Regions from separate parts of the Urocitellus parryii genome. Here region 2 is linked to region 1. A link is a contact called in public Hi-C data. All regions are on one chromosome and are shown on one strand. The core of a region is the stretch at or near the end of the contact, and the rest is flanking DNA. Distances in the headings are between cores, read along the strand shown. Region 1 holds the start of Cmss1 (cms1 ribosomal small subunit homolog). Region 2 holds the start of Tbc1d23 (TBC1 domain family member 23).

Evidence for each region. Hi-C and Micro-C count contacts between places; a contact is called where the count stands out from the background.
Region 2: a contact with region 1 is called in a Hi-C map of muscle, with 4 times the contacts expected there. The contact joins the promoter of Tbc1d23 here to the promoter of Cmss1 in region 1. A contact is called at or near these places in 2 of 2 Hi-C or Micro-C datasets (liver and muscle).

The regions. Positions count from the first base shown.
Region 1 is chr2:148,777,954-148,785,472 of mUroPar1.hap1, reverse strand. It overlaps Cmss1 (cms1 ribosomal small subunit homolog), which reads right to left and starts at 3,725. Exons shown (of 10, transcript XM_026402410.2): 1 at 3,575-3,725. The coding sequence starts at 3,638.
Region 2 is chr2:149,177,702-149,185,220 of mUroPar1.hap1, reverse strand. Tbc1d23 (TBC1 domain family member 23) reads right to left here and starts at 3,153. Exons shown (of 19, transcript XM_026402433.2): 1 at 2,929-3,153. The coding sequence starts at 2,981.

The sequences.
Region 1 (7,519 bases), core at 2,476-4,975:
TAATTCTAGTTCTGTTGGTGTTAGTGCTAAGCTGAATAAACAATTTTGAGAATGATGCACCCTGAAAGTTGATTCTCTGTTGAATGTTGTCATCATCTACTGTAAATATTCCAAGTCTGAATTTTATATGTACAGGGAATGCCTTACAACATCTACAATGCAAAGCTGTATATAAAATTAATGCTGCAAAAGTCTCACTTTGGTGTAAAAGAGTAAACCGAATAAAACCAACCCACTTATTCAGCTAAAGGAAAGGGCCAAGTGTTCCCCTACGCCATCATTTCCAGAAGAAATTCAGCAAAAAGTCGTAGGAATTGAAAAAAGAATCACAAATATTTTATTCAGTTGTGAAACATTAACAAATTAGTTAACAAATACTGAATGAGTAGTGTTGTTTTGTTGTTGTTGTTGTTGTTTGTACCAGGGATTGAACCCAGGTGCACTTTACCACTGAGCAACATCTCCAGCCCTTTTTATTTTTTATTTTGAGACAGTGTGTCATTAAATTGCTGAGGAGGGCTTTGAACTTTTGATCTTCCTGCCTCGGCCTCCTGAGTTGCTGGGATTACAGGTGTGCATCATTGAGCTCCACTACAGAATGAGTGCTTTCCATGTGTCCATATACTACTCTAGGCCCTGAGAATAAAGAGCAAAAAATGAGAAAAACAAAATCCCTGCTCACCTGGAGCCTACATTCTAGTGTTGAGAGAGAGTAATAATTTAACAAGAAAAATAACAGTTGGTGCTCAATGCTTTGTGGAGAATCATAATACAGTGGGAATGTCACAGAACCACTGGATGGCTATTCTAGACTAGCTGACCAGGAAGTGCCTTTTTAAGTAGATTATGTCTGAACTGATTTTTTTTTAAAAGAGAGAGAGAGAGAATTTTTTAATATTTATTTTTTAGTATTCGGTGGACACAACATCTTTGTTTGTATGTGGTGCTGAGGATCGAACCCGGGCTGCAAGCATGCCTGGCGAGCATGCTACCACTTGAGCCACATCCCCAGCCCCAATTTCCATAGTCTTTGAGAAAAGTAAGTGGTATTCTTTATTACTAACGCTACCGCTTGAGCCACATCCCCAGCCCTGAACTGATTTCTTAATGCTAAGAAAGAGCCAGTCATTTGAAAACAGAACAGCTATTACAAAGGGCTGAATCAGAATAAGCATTGCCGGTTGAGAAACAGAATGAAGGCCAGTGTGCTGAGGCAGTGTAAACTAGTGGGCAATAAGTTATAATTCTAGCAAGTAGGCAGCTACATTGGAGTTACACTGTGTGGCAGGGAAAAGCCACTGAAGAAGGTGAACAGGTTTCTGAGTGAGAAACAAAGTTTAACTGGAAACTGTTAAATTATTGCAGTGGTAAAGACAAACAAGGATAGCCAGCGTGGTAGCATACGCCTGCAATCCCAGTGGTTCAGGAAGCTGACACAGAAGGATCTGGAGTTCAAAGCCAGCATCGGCAACAGCGAGGCACGAAGCAACTCAGTGAGACCCTGTCTCTAAATAAAATACAAAATAGGGGTGAGGATGTGATTAGGTGATTGAGTACCCCTGAGTTCAATCCCCAGTACCCACTCCTCAAAAAAAGACAAACAAGGATAATATTGTGTACTCCAATGGAGAAAAAGGCAAAGACTCAGGCTGTCTTTTGGAGATAACAGGACTCCATATATAAAATGTGAGGGAGAAAGGGAAGAAATGAACAAATCAAGATGTTACTAAGCCTTGTGAAGTTGGATAGGTGGTGGCAAAATTTACTGAAATAGGTAAGTATGGAGAAAAAGAAGGTTTGGGGAGGGGCTGGGGTTGTGGCTTAGTGGGAGAATGCTTGCCTAACACACATGGGTCGCTGGGTTTGATCCCCAGCACCACATTAAAAAACTAAATAAGTGAAATAAAGGTATTGTGTCCATCTACAAATAAAAATATTTTTTTTTAAAAAAAGAAGGATTGAGGAATAATGCAGCACTTGGGTCTTATTTACATTTGACATCCCTATTAAATAACTAAAAAAAGACTTCAAAAAGGCAGTCAGGTAGTTGAGCCTTGAGTTCCAGGTTCACATCTGAATTATAAGCAAAGAGGTGGCATTCAAAGCTTAGTAGCAGCTGGGCATGGTGACAAATGCCTGTAATCCCAGAGGCTAGGGAGGCTGAGGCAGGAGGATCTCAAATTTAAGGCCAACCTCAGCAGCAAGGCCTTGAGCAACTTAGCAAGAGACCCTGCCTCAAAATAAAAAAATAAAAAGGGCTGGGGTGTGGCTCAGTTGTTAAGTGCTCCTGGGTTAGGTCCCTGGTACCAAAAAAAAAAAAAAAAAAAAAAAAACAGGCTTAATAGAAATGCTGCTTATCTACCTTGAGCAAACTATGGGAGTCTGAAGGTTCTCAAATACACTTCCGTAACAATGATGTGTAGAAAAGGGTTTACAAATAATGTCTCTTGAAATCAATAAGGAGTTATTGTTTTAGATGAGATCCTTACTTTTGATAAGTAGAATAATTATGAGAAACAAAAGCGTGCAGACTCTGGGTTCAAATGGCCTACAAGTGAATTCCAGCTCCTCACTCACCAACACTGGACAAATTACTTTTCAGTGCAACTTCCTCACTTCTAGAATGAGTATAACAGCGGTGACTACCCAATGGTGCATTGATGAAGATTAAATAAGATCATGCATGCAAAGCTTTCAAAACAGTATCTGGCACACAGTAAGCACTCAACAAATGCCAAGCTGCTATTATCACCTACCATCTCCAGGCACTGTTCACAGAAGTGTCTTAACACTGCAGTTTTCTAGTTAGATGCTTGGTAAGAAGGGGCATCACACACTTAAAAGTGAGTTATTTAATGTTACTCAGGGTAATATGTCCACAGCATCTGGAATAAGTATACAGTAGCACAGCAGGGTAAAAACCGTTCAAACTGTGTTACTTGAATTCTACTCTTGTTTCTGACACAAACTTGCTATGTGAACTTGTCAAGTTACTTAACATCTTTAGGGCAGGTTTCCTATCTGTAGAATAGGTGAGTTTAAAGGAATGATCTCTATTTAAACCCATTTCCAGGTCGAATATCCTAGATTACATGAAGAGAGCAAGAAAAACAATAGCTTATATTTACTATGCCTATATGTGTGCCAAGTGCTGTATCAAAGTGCACAACTTGCAGTATCTTCATTTAATCTTCACAACTTGATGAAATAGACATTATTATTACTTTGACTTTACAGATGAGGAAAAGGAGCCCAAAGTATTAGAATACCAGAGTCACGATTTGAATTGAAACCATTTGAACCTAGTGCAGGGATTTTCTTTAACCACGAGGCAAAACTGCCTCTCCTCATGAAAACTGTGGTCCAGCCTCAAAGGGAAAAAAAAAATAAAAAGTTAAAGAAACACAGGGCTTGGAAAAGGTTCTTGAATGACAGACGGGCAGATCTGCGTTGAGGGCACGCATGTGGCACCCACCGCTTCCCTGGCCGGATCTGCCGACTAGAAGCGGCGCGGCTTAGGTACTCGGCAAGGCTCGCAGGAGGAGGCCCCGCGGGAGCGCGGGCAGAGTGGTACCTGGGCTGCTGTCTGCTCCTGCCGGCTGCTTCTCCCACCACTCGTCTCCAAGGTCGTCTGCCATCTCCGCGCGGGACTCGACGCGAACAGACCACGCGAAGGGGGCCAGGGACACCGGAACGCTCTTGGGAGCCGGCAGCCGGCGTCACTGCACTCGCAGCTCTGGGCGACCCCGCCGGCCCCGCCCCGCGGCGATGACGTCACAACTCCGCCCCGCCTCTCCAGCTGCGGTCAGAATGTCAAGGCAGTTTCCACGCCCGCGCTGCTGCACCGGAACCACCCGAAAACGCAAAGTAAATCCCGCCAGAGCATGAAAAGGCGTAAAAGACGAAAGTTGATTATCAATTGTCATGACTTCTTTCAAATTTCTTGGTTTAAGTTTCATTTTTGTCTAAAAGATCGTGTTGAAAGTGTGAGACACGACACTAAGACAACTTCTCTCTGATTGGTTTCAAAGAACTTGTGGCCCGCCGGAGGAGATCGGAGCACGTGGGTGTGTTTTCACTTGTGTCAGTCTGGGGCGTTTGTGTGCTTGTGCAGTTTGCTCTTGGAAAACGTGCGGGAAACGGACGTGGTAGCGAATGCCTGTAATCCCAGCAACTCGGGAGGCTGAGAGGCTGAGGCCGGAGGATCTCAAATTCAAAGCCATCCTCGGCAACTTAGTGAGGCCCTGTCACAAATAAGGTAATTATATGAAAGGGGTTGAGTCTAGTGGTAGAGCGCCCCTGGGTTCAATGCCCTGGGGCGGGGGCTAGGGGGACGGTGAAAGAAAGGAGAGAGAGCAGAGTGCGCAGGAAAGTGATGTGAGCACTACTCTTTTTATATAGGACTAAGAAAAATGTGAGGAGTCAGGAAAGGCTCTCCCACAGAAAGAAGTGACCCCACAGATTTGGAAATCACCTTCCACCTTTCGGTTGTGTTCCCCCCTTCACCTCCGCACCCTCTTGCTTGCATCCCACCCCATCCCTCGTTTTGGGAAACGAAGGAAGAAGGAAGTTGCTCACTTATAGGTGAGAGATATCATGCTGCTTTTCTGACACCCAATGTGAAATGGCAGGGATGAAAGGAAAACCTGCAGGGCACCAAATGCTGAGGCCAGCTGCATAATAATTGTGGACAATATTTTTCAGGACAGTCTTCCTACACACAGGTAGAAATCATACAAAATAAATTAAGTGTACGCAATGTGCCTAACCACTTGCAATAGTGATTTAAAGATGAGTAGAATATGTTCCACCTTCCAGATGTTACAAAGTAGAATAGAAGAAAGAGAACTTGTAAGGATAAAGTTCTAGACTTTGGAAATTACAAGACAGGGAAATTTAAACTGCTGAGGGTAGGAATAGCCACATGCAGAAAATTACCCCAAATCCACCCAATAGGAGATATATTAATGTGTTACTTTAACAATATATTACAGATATCCTAACAGGAGGGTTCTTGGTATAAATGTGGCAAATGTCAAATAATCTGTAATCATCAAAAATAATGCGTCTTTCATGAGAAAATGCAGATGACAGGAGGTCTTGGCAGTTAATAGATTACTGAAAAGCAAAGTCAGATTTAAAAAATATGACTTTGGAAAAGGAAGTGGCATGGCCAATGTTACTGTGCAGTATGGATAATAGATTTGATCAGAGCTTCCTATATGGCATGGGTAAGCTAAGGTTCTGATCCACAGTCTTTGGGGTCAGCAGAATCCCTGGGCCAATTGCCCTGGGTTTAGCACCACCTCATCTCTTCCCTCTGGTGTTATACAAATGTTTTCTGTGGATGCCATGATGTGAAACAGTAAGAACTTAACAGAAAGAACTTCATGAAGGCACACCATAAAATGAACAAGGTTTAATCAGGGCACAGTTCCTTAAATGAATTTCGGGAAGCCCCTGATTTGAACTTTTGTATCATGTAGACAATGATAATGGTAGCAATAAAAATGAGAGCATATTCTACATACCTCTCTAAGTACTTTATATGTTAATTCATCTAAACATCATGTGTTGGATTTGATGTTTCCATTTGTCACCCTCTACCTTTTTAATCAGATTTGGGTTTTGCAAATTGGAGGCAGTAGTAAGAAATCAAAGTATGAGAGAACAATGATGCCCCAACCTGTCCTGTTTTCAATGCTAGGACTAGAGTGAGGCAAGCAGAGGCCTGTGACATCACATTTAAGGAGATGTTTGCTCAGGGTAACACTGGCGCAAAATGAGAGAGAAGAACTTCAATTTTGTGCCTGCCTCACCTTGTTCCTCATCCTGGTCCCTTTACTGAAGGCCACAGCTCCAATACTGCTTTAGCCCTTAAGGGTGGTAATGATTTCTCACCATTACTCAACCTGGGATTCTATACCATCACTCATTTCTTTAACCCTACCTTATATTCATAAATACTCCCATTACTAAATTATTTTCATTATTGTTTATGTTGTACAGAAAATGGAACCCAAGGCCTCACACATATGAGGCAAACATATAACCACTGAGCTACATCCTCAGGCTTTTTAAGTATTGAGATAAGTTCTCACTAAGTTGCCCAGGCTGGCCTCAAATTTAAGATTCTCCTGCTTCAGCCTCCAGAGTCACTGGGATTACAGGCATATGCCCCCATATCTGGTATATATTTATTTTTTTTAAAGAGAGAGACAGAGAGAGAGAGAGAGAGAGAGAGAGAGGATTTTAATATTTATTTTTCTTAGTTATCAGCGGTCACAACATCTTTGTTTGTATGTGGTGCTGAGGATCGAACCCGGGCTGCACGCATGCCAGGCAAGCGCGCTATCGCTTGAGCCACATCCCCAGCCCCCTGGTATATATTTATAATCACCAAGCCAAAATCCACACCATGCTCCATCAATATCCTGATGCGGTCAACACCTATTTTGGATTCCACTCAAAGCAGAGCCTGACAAAGTCATGGGTGCAAGTAGTTTATTTGGCAGGTGATATCAGGAGGCAGGAATAAAGGCAGGGAGAATGGGACCGGGAAGGAAGGATTATCAGTATGGGTAATACCTGGCTTTTTATCTTGCTGCAACCTTCTGGAAAAAAAAAAATGTAGGCTTTGCCTCCGAGTTATCCTAATGCAGAACAGGAGGGTAGCTAGGGCTATTCATGAGGTGAGGGTTGTTGCCAGGATAGGGGTTTCCAGAGAGTCTCAGATTGTGCTGCCTTTGGAGAGAGTCCTGAGGCAGCCAGGTGACATGCCTTGATGTGCTTGAGGTGGGAGGATGGCACCAGGCACATAACTTTCCTCCATAGCTGGGCTGATTTGGAAGTGGGGTAAGGGGCATAAAAAGCATCTACTCCAGATTTGCAAAGATGGTGACACTAAAGTAACCTGCTCTAGTTACCCATCTAGGAAGTGATTTCCCATCTTCTTTAAGTCCTTCAAAGCATCCTCAAAATGATCTGTGACCCAAGAATGATTCATACCCACTGAATTAAGGTAAAAAGAATAAGAAAAAAAAACTAAAGGAACATTGCCATACATTTATGGAAATTATTTGAAAATAAATGATGAGGAAAACTGAGGTCAATAAAACCTAAAGTTTCAAGTTTTAAGAGCTAAAAACATGATAACCTCTCTGGGACTAGTAAAACAAGGAGGGAACCATTTTTGGATGGAAAAAAATAAAAAAATAATTTCAGATAATAAAAGATCCACATGAGAAATAATTTGCAGTTGCAACCTAGAGAGGAGATTTGCTGGAGACAGAGATGAAAAGGGAGAGGGAGGCTGAGGCCATACCCAGGACAGCTTCTTACCATCCTAGGGGTTTAAAGAGGGGAAACCACTGGGGAACTTTTAGGCCATAGGGGTCATTTTACATTTTCAAAGCGGGCTGTTGTGTGGTAACAAAAGCAGGGAGACTGGTTTAGAGGCTGCTGCAGTCAAGTGAGATAGCAGTGGCTTGGAATATGGTGGTAGAAATGGAAATGAAGA
Region 2 (7,519 bases), core at 1,904-4,403, 400 kb before region 1:
TTCATGTACTTTTAGGAACTTCAAGCCCCATCGTGAACCTCTTAAAAAACTATACACAATTTTAACAAGTTCCACTATCTAGTTTCATAGATTAGGAACAAATTGTAAGATACCAATGATAAGGAAGAAAACAGGGAAACCTTACAAAAAGAAGTTTCAAGCATAATGACTATGCTATGTGAAGGTCATTTAAATAGCAACAATCTGCCATATTTTCCTAAAAAGAGAACTGAAGGTCTTATTGTATTACAGTAGCCCAAGAATAATTGATGTTCTCAAATGTGCCTTCTCTAACTAGATCGGAAATTCCTTGAGGACCAGAACCTAGTTTTATTATTACACACTTTTATTTGTAGCTGAATAGCCCTATCATTAAGATGAGTTTGGGTTAGGTGATAAGATACATTTTTTAAAAACTTTCCATCTGACAAAGTTAAAATAAAAACATGACAGTTAAAAACATTTACTCTTCATAAAACAAAGAGTAAACTGTTCCCACTCTATAACAACCCATTCACAATCACTCTAAAAGAAGAGGTTGTACGGAACTTGTGACTCCCAATCCCAAGGTGTTTCCTGACTATTTAAGTCCACATCTGGGGGACTGGTAAAGGGAGAAAAAAAAAAAAGACAGATTAGAGGGGAATGAAGGTAAAATAGAAATTATAGATCATCATCCCAGGGATCTCCCTTTCATGAAAATAAAATAAGTAAAAAGGAGAAACCACACAAAAAATACACTACCTCTAGAAGAGTATAAACGCTACGGGTAGAAATCATTCACTCCAGATCCCTTGTCTAGAACCAGACACATGCTCACAATTCTAACATAAGAACTGCCCTAAAAAGCTTTAACTCCAGAAACATTTCCTCTCATGACCCTCAACATGAAGCTCACTGAAGCCAATTTATCATACAGTCCACTCTTCCAAAACAGCAAACTTCAGGCAATAACCAGCTAGGTCACTTTCCGAAAAAGTTTTGCAACATCTATATCACTGATTTGTTAAAGGTTCCTATACCTAGATAAAAACTTCCTCACTATTTTTCCAGACCTATTTTTCTATAATTTCTCTTCAGCCATTTGGTTTTAGATACTAATCTTGAAAAAAAAGTCACTGTCCTGTCTATACCCTTGTTGTTGTTACTCCAGAGACCTTTCCCATGTTTCTTTTTAAAAAAATATTTTTTAGTTGTAAGATGGACACAATACCTTTATTTTACTTGCTTGTTTTTATGTGGTGCTGGGGATCAAACCAGTGCCTCACTCATGCTAAGCAAGCTCTCTACCACTAGCCACAACTCCAGCCCCTCCCATTTTAATCTGAATTTGTACTACCCAATATTTTAGCTACTAGCCACCTGTAAACATTTATCATTTGAAGTGTAGCTAGACCAAATTGAGATGTAGACTAAATGCAAATTGTACATTGGATTTTGAAGGCTTAGATAAAAATAAAAGATGCAAAAATTGTTTTTTAACAATGATTGTATGTTGAAATAACATGTTGATGTATTCGACTAAACAAAATAGATTATTAAAGCTAATTTCCACTGTTTATTTTTAGTCTTTAATGAGACTAACAGAAAAATTCTAAATTACATGTGTGGTTCACATTATATTTCTTTTGGACAGAGTTCTTGTAAATCCCACTCATTCTCCAAAGTCTGATTCAAAAACCACTGCTTCCATGAAGCTTTCCCCCATGACTCCAAGAAGTGTTTTTTGCCCCCTCTTTTATTAACACGCCCAAAGAATGAGATTAATTTTACCTTGTTATTTAGTGTGCCTGTCACAGTTCCCCAACTCTAACATAAGCAAACTAAACAAAGAAGCTATATTTAGGTCAAGTTTTCCTCCTAAACCTTGTAGAGAATACAAGTACAAAGGGAATGCTTGATGTCTGCTAATGGAAAGTTGAATTTCTCAATTACCACATTGTTTATTTCTTTTAACTATTTCCATTTCTTCCCTGGGATTTAAGATGTCTGTCAATGTTTTCTATAGCTTTTAGGTACAGAGAATGTCAGTGGGATGTACAATTATAAACAAGAAAACCCAAAAATAATATGTGTGATCAACACATTTAGATCAACTGTAAAAATTACACAAGCCTCTAAGTGTTCCTTTAAAGAAAATTATGCTAGGGAGCACTGTACTGAGAATAGCAACTATTTCAAAAGTAGGAGAGTTTCCCAAAGATTAAGGACACTGGGTGAGTAATGCCTACCAAGCATTACTGGAGGTCCTTCCCAAAGCCATAGCTATAAATCAGGTAAGCATGCAAAGGGTTGGGAGCAGCGAGAATAAAGTCCCATGGGGATCCAAAGATATGAAATCAAGAGAGAGAGAGAGAGAGAGAGAGAGAGAGAGAGAGAGAGAGAGAAATGGCACAAACTGTTGGAAGACGAATCGAGATTAAAAAAAAAACGGAAGATAAAAATTATTTTAAGTGTGGGGAAGAAATCTTTTCTGGGAGTCTCTCTCAACCTCTGAACCCCTAGGCAAAGGTCGTGTTGGTAATTTCAAAAGGGCTTTTCTCCAACTGGTATTCGAGTACCTTAGATTTTATCCAAGAAACTTCCTTCTTAACCTGCCTACTCCAACTCCTGCAGCCAGAGACACTGGCCAAATCTAGCCTGAAGCCTCCCTCTCCAGCACATTTTGGAGGCCGGGGACTAAGTAGGGACCAGACTGAGGCCGAGCAACTGGACGACACACCCCCCGAGTCTGGACCCAGCCCCTAGAGCAGGACCCGGCAGCGAGAGGGGAGCCGACAGGCAGAGGGGGCGGGGCAGGGCACCAGACTTCGCCAGAACGGGTCTTTTTTGTTCCGTGCCGGCACCACCCGGTGCCTTAGGGACAAGCAGGTTGGTGAGAAGAAAGAATAAGGAGCCAGTGAGAAGCAGTCCTGAGCTCTCACTCACCAGCCGTCGCCGCTCAACGTAGGCAGTGGCTGGACCTCTTCTCCTTCCGCCATTGCTGTTGACGTCCACGTCACTTTGCCGAAAAGTGGACCTGGCGCAGAGACAGACTCTAAGACCCAACGTCGTAAAAGGTCTTCGGAAGTCCGGAACTGAGCTTCTCCGGAGCGAAAGAAAGAGGGAGGAGGCAAGGGGAAGGTAGAACGTAACGTCAGGACGTCCCGAGGGCGAAACGCAGCGTCAAGTGCTGTAGGGTGGAGACTAGGTGAAGGCAGCTACACCAAAAACTACAGGTCCCAGGATGCCACGCGGCCGGACGAACAGAGTGGGCGGGGCCTCGTAGGGACGCTCGTCGCGCTAGGCGGCCAGTAAGTGTCCAGCGTCCCTGCGTGGCGTCCAGTTAGCTTCTTCACTCCAACTTGGCGTCGAACTTAAAGAGTTGGTAGTCCTGACTAGTGGAGAGAGGAGGGGAAGTGAGGATTCACACAGGGAATGTGGGCGTAAAAGCAGACCCACGTTGCAGTAATTTACTCTCTAACAACTACATTTGAGGGAAAAGTAGGATGTAAGAAAAAAGCACCCCACCCCTATTTGTGGGACCCGGTCAAAACTACAAACGGAGGTCTGCATACTTTAAATATTTAAAAGTTATTAAAACAAGCTAAATAGTAAGGAGAATACGTCCTGCCTTAAAAATATCTTCTAACAGCTTGGAAGTTCAAGTCCAACTTTAGAATTCTGGAACTGTAATTCCTTATAGGGACAGAGAAAAAGACCTTTCCTTTTCCACCCCATGTCCGCTTTACTTGGGCTTCCACGTGTAAGCTCCGCCCACACTACCGGTCCTACCCAACCCTTGCTCCGCTACCTTGGACACCGTAGGGGGCCCTAAGACGGGCGCACACACCAAAGGACAAACCAAGAAATGTTTTTGTAAGCCCTGGAAACAATGATGAGTAGAACTGCATGTAACAACATGGATAAGTTGATTTGTCAATTCAATAAATTTACTGACTGACTACCATACATTAATAAAACAACAAAAATTAAATCCTAGTCTTCACTTTGAAAAACAAATGGACACAACAGGTTACAGAAGGATGGTGTCATTCATATTTGGTGCTAAAAACAAGACCATAGGGGCTGGGATTGTGGCTCAGTGGTAGAGTGCTAGCCTGACAAGTATGAGGCACTAGGTTCTCTCCTCGGCACCATATAAAAATAAATAAATAAAATGAAGGTATTGTGTCCTACTATATATATATATTTTTTTTTACACACCCAAGACCATATATTATAGATGTATATGTGCTTTTAAAAATGAAGGGGATGATATATAGGAAAATGAGAATGTTAGTTATTTTTGAAGTGAGGAGGAAATAACTTTAAGTAATTTTTTCTTTTTTTTTTTTTTTTTTTTTTTGAGAGATGGAGTCTGCCTATGTTACCCAGGCTGACCTTCACTCCAGGCAGGTATAAAACTCCTGGGCTCAAGTGACCCTCCTGCTTCTGCCTCCCAAGTACCTAGAATTATAGGTGCCCACCACCATGCTCAGCTTAAATTTTTAATGTATTTCTTAAAAGCTGAGAAGTGACTACATAGATGTTCGGTATCCCTCGTATAATTTATATTTCACAATCTAAAATGTTTTATAATTTAAAAATCTATTTGATTTAAGTAAACACAAAATAGTACAGCTAGTTCATTTATAACCAAAAATGTGTTCCCTCTGTTTCCAAAAGGCACATCATACAGAGCTGCAAGTTATTGCATTCACTCCAAGCCCCAGATCCCTGAGTGATCCTTCATTGGGGAAAATTCCTTTTAACACAAAATGAGAATTTAGATGCATATTATAAAAAAAATAAGAGGTATGAATCTAGGTCAAATTATCTTAACATTCAGGACCTCTGCTGGGTCCCTTCAGTTGTGCCAGTAGGTTTTCAGAAGGTTTTCTAAAATGGGTTACAAACTGTTCAGAGAGTGATGTGACAAGGAGTTGTTCACAGGTTAGGGTGATTTTAATCCTCAATTATAATTCATTTTGATTGTAATCAAATTAGTGACTGCCTTACAGTCTGGTAAAAATAAAATTATGTTACTGAAAATTTATCAGTTGATGTTTTCAAGCAGTTCTTCATTCTGTAAAAGTAAAGTCAAAAACTTCTGATTTTAGTGAATTAAAATGTTTTGAACAAAATTATAAAAAAGAAATTAAAATATTGTTCATCTATTGTATGGTGTTTGGTGCCATAAAATTATGTAATTTATGCTGTTTATAAGTAATTAATTAACACTTAATTCACGCTATGTAGTCGATTATCAATAAATATTTGGTAAATGAACTAAGGGATTTCTTTTGAAATATTTTTGGAATGGATGAAGCCATTCACCAATAAAGAAATGGCTGGCTGGGAACAGGGTTAAGATTGTTATATTAGTGTAATAGAGTTTTCTTCTTGCTGGCCCTCAAACTACTAGGTTCAACTGATTCTCTTGCCCAAATTTCCTAAATAGCTGGGATGACAAGCACACAACATTGTGCTTGACTTCCTCATTTTTCATCATATTATCATAGCATTTGTTAAAGGAGATGATCATAGCTCTGATCATTTATTCCATATTCATGCAAACTTTTCATGACTTTTGTGTATTGTTAATAATAAAGACCTAGTAAGAGGTACTAATCTATTTCTGCATAACAAATTACCCCAAAACTTAATTACTTAAAGGAATGAACACTTATTATCTCAAAATTTCTGTGTACCAGGAATTTAGAAGCAGCTTAGCTGGATGGTCTGATTCAGAGTCATTTTAAGTCACAATCAAAATATTTGCCAATATTTCAGTCATGCGGTCAACTGAAGGCTTCACTGAGGCTAAAATATCCTCTTCCATGACCACTCACTCATATGCTTGACAAATTAGGGTTAGCTGTTGGCAGGATACCTCTGGTCCTCCCCAATGAATCTATCAATGGACTTCTCAAATGTCCTCCTGACATAGTGACTGTCTTCCCCCAGAGTAAGGATTCAACAGAAACCAAGGTAAGAACCACAATATTTTTTTATGACCTAGCCTCAGAAGTCACACCCCATCATTTCTGCAATATCCTATTGGTCAGCTCCATTCAATGTGGGAGGGAACTATACAAGGGTTTGAATACTCAAAGGCAAGAATCACAGAGGCCATCCCAGAGGCTGGCTGTCACATGAGGCAGCATTAAATCCTTCACATTCTTAATTATTCAATCAAATTCCCTCCCTAAGATCTCCACTCATATCATTTCTACCCTCTTGAGGTTCTACCTCCTCTGAACTTGTAAAGGACTATAAGCAAGTCCTCTCATCTGGGCACTGAATTATACAGCATTTTCTATTCTTTAACTCTGAGAATGGTAGCCATTTTTAAGTTGTTTTGTAGACTCCACTACAACAAATGCAGAGCTAAAAGTATTGATGGAGACCAAATGTTTTTGTTAAATAACAAAATACTGATTTTTGTTTCTACAGATATTATGTGAGAGTTTCAGAATTCTAAACTTTCCAGAAATTTTCCTTTTTATCTTGCAAGGATAAAGGTTTTCACAATTATCAAAATTATTTCATTTATTTGTAACTTTAAAATTCCATCAGTAACTTCATTCCAAGGCTCTTTAAACTATTGAAGTCTAACATTTAATTTAATGATGAACAAAACCAAGTTAATTCCCATTCACAGATGACAAGTGAACAGTTGGCAGCAATTTCAACATCTGCTTTTAATTTATTTAAAAGTGTTGAGAAAACAGTGATAAAAAGAAATGGAAACCATAATATTTTTCCATTATCCTTCTAGTAGTTGTTTTTGCTAATTAAGGTTGAGTTTTAATAGGTTATGTAGATGAACCCAAAGTAAACATTTGGATAGCAATTGACCCATTGTTGAGTTTGGAATGTGCTTTAATGTGGGAGCCTATTTTACCCTTTCCTGATTCCACATTTGTTCCCAAATGTTCCACACAAAAGGCTCTTACTTATGTTGAGTCATTCCCGGTTGGAAATGGGGTAATAAACAGTACATTAGATGGAACTAGACAGAGTTTTATTCTTATTTCTTTCTTTTTTCTTTGATACAGGATCTTGCTATGCTACCCAGGCTGGCTTCAAACTCCTGGGATCAAGCAATCCTCCCTCCTCAGGCTGCCAAGTAGCTGAAAATAGAGACGTGCCACCATGCCTACCTTCAGACATAGTTTTTAAAAACTTCTTTCTTTTTGTGAATTAATACCCTAAGAAGACACACATACTTACTCTGCAAACAGTATCCTTTAGACAATGACAGTGATGTATTTTCAGTATAATCTGTTTCCATTCGTCTCAGGCACTTGCACTTACTTCTCTTTTCAAGTATATGTCTTGCCAAATAAAATAGTTAGGAAGGAGCCATCTACAGTAACTGGATGGAATTATATAACACATTTTTAACAATATGTTTATAAAGTGTATTATAATTCCTATAAATATGTTACTTACAGACTGATTTCTACTAAATTTCTACTGATTTCATGCTAAACTATACAGCTTATCATTGTCATTTCAATATTTCAAATTC